Linked DNA regions of Danio rerio: region 1 is linked to region 2. The links are chromatin contacts, called in public Micro-C maps. All regions are on one chromosome and are shown on one strand. Each heading gives the region's core, a stretch centred on a gene start, on an enhancer-like site or on the middle of the called end of the contact. The rest is flanking DNA. Distances are from core to core; before and after follow the strand shown. Region 1 holds the start of arpp19a (cAMP-regulated phosphoprotein 19a). Region 2 holds the start of atosa (atos homolog A).

Evidence for each region. Hi-C and Micro-C count contacts between places; a contact is called where the count stands out from the background.
Region 1: a contact with region 2 is called in a Micro-C map of caudal fin, with 8 times the contacts expected there. The contact joins the promoter of arpp19a here to the promoter of atosa in region 2. A contact is called at or near these places in 3 of 18 Hi-C or Micro-C datasets (caudal fin, hematopoietic stem cells and an unstated tissue) and 2 of 4 datasets of contacts at active chromatin or transcription factors (embryo and gastrula embryo).

The regions. Positions count from the first base shown.
Region 1 is chr18:41,799,197-41,801,970 of GRCz12tu, forward strand. arpp19a (cAMP-regulated phosphoprotein 19a) reads left to right here and starts at 1,381. Exons shown (of 3, transcript NM_200630.1): 1 at 1,381-1,479. The coding sequence starts at 1,435.
Region 2 is chr18:41,687,349-41,690,048 of GRCz12tu, forward strand. atosa (atos homolog A) reads left to right here and starts at 1,428. Exons shown (of 12, transcript NM_001202420.1): 1 at 1,428-1,733. The coding sequence starts at 1,622.

The sequences.
Region 1 (2,774 bases), core at 131-2,630, 110 kb after region 2:
TTTTGTGAAGATTGGATTGACTCCTTGACGTGACGATTACACATTCCGTAACAATTACACACTCTGTGATGATTACACAATCAGTAGGTGTGCTCTGAACTCTGAAAAGCTCTGAAGATTTTTGACATGCAATTGATCCATATCTCAAATCCACAGAGGTCAAGCAGGAGAACATCATCCATAATAACAAAACCAACATTAATACACTGGCGATTCCAGTAGCAGAGCTGATGTGAATGTATCAAATTACAAATAATTCCAGTTAAATACAAACTTCCTTTATAAATTATGCAAGACTTATGAAATCATGTCAAAAATAGCCTACCTATTTGATGCAAGAATATATAATTGTGCTGTTTGATTCAGAGAGGAAGAAAATGTTAAGTAATTTTGTTTTCTTTTAGAACAATTGATGTCTTGTGATTCTTTGTATTCGAACTCTCTGACTAATATGCATCAATAAAACAGTTAAATTAAAAAGTACCCTAACTAAAACTCCATTATATATCACTGATGACATACTGTGACAACTTTAAAAAATACAACCTATAGATAGTAATATGTGCAACTATTTTGTTCAGAAATCTAGTCACCAAACTGTACATTATTCATTCATTCATTCATTCATTCAATTATTTTCTATACGGCTTAGTCCTTTTTTTCATCAGGGGTCGCCAAAGTGGAATGAACCGAAAACTTATCCAGCATATGTTTTGCGCAGCGGATACCCTTCAAGCTGCAACCCATCAAAGGCAAACACCCGTACACTCTTATTTACTCACATACACTAAGAACAATTTAGCTCACCCATATCACTTATAGCACATGTCTTCGGACTGTGTGGGAAACCGGAGCACCCGGTTAAGTTGCAGATTGTTCTATGTGACTTAATATGTTTAATTACTACTTTACAAAATATTTACAGCAAAAAAAAATTAAAACTGAATTTTTTTATTAAAGACTTGGTAAATATTATTTAATTTGAGAATTTGCCCCTGTACTTTGCCTCTGTGTGTTGTTTTTATTATTTAATTATTATTTTTATTAATTTTACTTGTTTATTATTGTACTTGATGTCATCCAAGTGGTTAATATGTTTGTATTGTTAAAACACAATAATAATAAACAATACATATATATATATATATATATATATATATATATATATATATATATATATATATATATATATATATATATATATATATATATATATATATATATATATATATATATATAAAATGAATTACCATTCATTACCATTGGTCGTACGTCACCTTACGTGATTATTATTCATTAGTCAGCCTTCACCATAGTAGTATTGGTACGTTCGTGGGCGGGCTATATGCATACAGTAGAATAGTCCGCAGATTAGAAGCTCAGATTGTGATTTCTAAACTAAACAATCAACACAGATCAAATATATAAGGCGAAATGGAGGATATAAAGTCTGAGGAGACGAATGTGGCGGAGCAGAAAGTGAGTATATTTGAAGATTATGACATCAAACCGTTGCAGTCTTAGGAGATATGAGCTTCTCTGCTATAAAACAGTATTTACCGACTCGGATAAATTCACATAGCATCGATAACACACTGGTTAAAAAGCGATCTTCCTATAAACCCTGCTTTATTACCACTGGCGGATTTGATGTTAGCTTTATGTTCTGTCTTTCTGGTACATCTGAATGTAACGTTAATTCAAAGCTCTGCTGCTACAGATGTGTTAAGGCCTTTTATGACCAATACTCTGATAGAATATTAAAATGACCATCTCTATTACATTTCCTGATAGATAAAGTGGAGAAAATGTATGGGTTGAAATTTGGCTATTAATAATGTTGCTGTTAGTTTGTCTTGTTCCAGATAGGGTTGTGATGTTAGCTAACCATTAGCATGCGAAGCTAAGTTTACTGGTGCAAAGCCATCAGTATCGTTATATTAACTACAATTTCTCTGTCTATGTATACGTAAGCTGAGGGAAGTCAGTGTAGATTGACAAAGATTTTATAATCATGAAATTCTTACACGACATACAATGAATAAAACAGCACCATCATTTCATTCAAAATAATCAATACACTTCGATATTGAAATTAAAGCTCAGTTACATAAAAAGTAATCTCTAGACTAAGATTTGAGAACTGTGGCGATTACGAATATCCCATATTTCTGTTACAGTTAACTATATTAACTAAGTTTTATTAGACTGTAATACTTCAGTTCTACCCCTGTAAGAAACTTTTGTTCTCTTGATACCTTTAGATTTTATTTATTAATCTTTCTAAAACATCTAAACATCTAGTTTTACTTTTGGAAATAACTAAATCTGATTCTTGCCATTATATATTAGCCATAGTTGTTGAGAATATCAGTGCTAAGACTGTCAATAACTATGTTTCCATACATGAATTTTATATAGGCTGTTACACAATAGTCCACCAAATTGTTATTATATATAAATTTTTTTATTTTTAGCAATAAAATTTATAGATAGATGAGAATGTCCAACTGAATTTTTGTCGCTTCATATTTACATTCAAAGCTAATTTAAAATTAGTCTTTGGATGTCTGTTGTCCTATTTTATGTGGCTATTAACCTAAAATACAATCTTTTTATAAAATAGCCCACGTTGTCCGGCAAGCAGGGGAGCAAAGTATTTTTTTACCCAAATAGAAAATGTTTTTTGAAGTGTACATGTACAGTATGAAGTAATATTATGTGTTTGTTAGCAGAAAGTTGCTGGGAAACTTGAGGCACATGTATTCAAAAAA
Region 2 (2,700 bases), core at 178-2,677:
ATTAAAAATATAAGATACGATTTGTGAGGGGTGTACAGTACTTAAATATGCTAAGGACCATATATGTAGAAAATGTAACTGTTGCAGTATTGGTTATTTATTTACTATAATTATTGTATCACCTCTACAACTAGAATAACCACAACAGATTATGAACGGAACAAAGCGCCCTAGAACAGCTGTGATAATGTGTGTGTGTGCGCGCGCTGTATGCTGTATTCGGGTTTTCTTTCTGCTGACATAAACACCTTCACACTCTTTAAAACTGTCCTTTTATTATACAAGGCCGTTCTCTACATTCACTAACATTACTGTAACCTTGTTTATTGTCAATAATATGTGTATATTCACATAAATGTGTTTGATTTAGTTTGTTTTGAATGGGGACACGTTGGTTCTGAACGTTCTGGGGTTTTGTTTTGTTGACCTTTTAGCTTGGGTAAATGTTTGTTTTGGTTTGTTTTTGCTGGGTATGGATATAAAAAAAATATGAATTTAAAAGATAGATTTGTGAGGGGTGTACTTATATATGCTGGGCACTGTATAACAGCCCATATGTCGAAAATATACAGTAGGCCTATTGGTTATTCGTTTATATTACTATAATTGTTGTATCACCTCTTCAACTAGAATTACCACAACAATTACAGCTACTTATAGTATTTTTTTCACGGTGGGAGAGTTCCAGCAGAAAAAAAAACATTTGCATTTAAGCATTCACACTCTTGTAAACTTGTGTTAACCCAAAGGGGGTTACATCCACGAGTTTCGCGGGAACAGGTTCAAGCGAGTGCCGTGGGGCGGAAGTGACGTCCAACCTGGGGGCGGGACCAGCTGTTGTTGGGACACATGACTTAAGAGGCTGTCCTCCTGCATTTGTTTTGACAAGCAGAGAGAGAGAGAGAGAGAGAGAGAAGGAGAGAGAGAGAGAGAGAGAACATGAGCTTTGTCCCTGCTGATCATTTAATCTCCGAGATATCGTTCAGACATCTCGAAAACTTCTGTTTAGAGTCCGTCATCGCGTTCTGCCAGTCGCGTCGTGCAGATAGTTTCAACGTTGTTAACCTAGTCGTTCCGTCACCAGTGTTTTCTTGCTTTTATGGGGAGGGTTTATGATCAAGTGGTCGAAAAAGAAGGGGGTTTAGAGAAATGAGCCACTTCTTGTCGGCTAAAGTGAGACTCGCCACAGCAACGTAACATTTCTCCAGTCTGGAGTAGATGATGGTGATGTTGATGATGATGATGTTGGTGGTTCCTTGTTAGTGTCTCATCTACCAGTCCAGGGTCCGATCTTGCTGGTTGGTGAAAATGATCTCGGGGATCCCGATGCGTCTCATGTGGCTTTAATTTGAGCAGATCAGTGGCAGAGGAGAGACTGGTGTGTTGGCACTGGAGCTCGTTTAAGCATCGGCAATGAGGCGACTGGCAGGCGGGATATTTATCTAGATAGAGAAGAGGGATGATAATTGCGTGTTTATTTAAGTAGACCGCTGGTGTTTTGATGGACTAGTTCATCAGACCGCTGGACTCTTAACATACAGTGGCATATAGATCCACGCTTGATCTCACAGTTCAGATCGTTAATATCCGAATGGCTGTGTGCCAGATCGATAGCTAACCGATGTCTAAGGGACGAGTTTTTAAGTCTAAACAAAGATCTGAAGACGGAAGACGGACCGCGGGCATCCTGGAGGGGATCACGGTGTCTGTGACCAACATGAAACCTGACAGAGGTAAATATATCCAATAAAAGAATAGAAAATTGCGTGATTACACCAGTGTATGAATGTCATCTGTGTTTGAGTCGTGACGTCACGGCGCTGCAGTGTTTGTTTCATTGTTTCATGCATGTGCTTTGATAATGTGCAGATGATGCATTGTAACATTTTGTTTTTGTCGCTGCTAATGCGTTAGTTGTCGCTTTCTGAACAGAACAAAGCGCCCTAGATCAGCTGTGTCAATGTGTGTGTGCGCTGTATGTTGTTTGTGTTTTTTTCCGCTGACATAAACATCTTCACACTCTTTAAAACTGTCCTTTTATTATATAAGAGCGTTCTCTACATTCGCTACCGTTACTGTAACGCGATTTATCGTCGATAATATGTGTACAATCATGTAAATGTGTTTGTTTTGGTTGGGGATAAGTTGGTTTTGATGGTTCTTGGGTTTTGTTTTGTTGCTTATATGCATATGGATTGCATATTTGCCGTTTGGGTTTGGTAAATGTTTGTTTTGGTTTGGTATAGGTTTGTTTAAGCTGGGTATGGGTTTGTTTTGGCCAGACTTTGTACAAGGTGTGTATTTGTTTTTAGGTGTTTGGATTTAAATGTGTTTTTGTTGGTTACATGTATTTTTGTTTGACTATGCGTTTAGTTTGATTTGAGCTTGGCTTTTTTGTTGGATGCATGTTTGATTTGTTTAGGTATGTGAATGCTTTGTTTAGAATCAGAGCAAGGTCAGATTTGCTTTAGTTGGATGTGGTCTTGGTTAGGTTAGCTAGCTTTGTTTTAAGTAGGTCAGGCTTTTTAGTCTGTTACTTTTTATCATTATTATTTTTATTTTTTACACAGGGCTGGGTGATTATTCGAAATGAAACTGCAAATGCGATTAAGCGATTCTCATGTACATCTTGTCAGGGAAGCACGTCTAGTAAATATCCTCCAAAGGCCAGAGGGTGCACTTGTGCAGAAACTTTAAGCT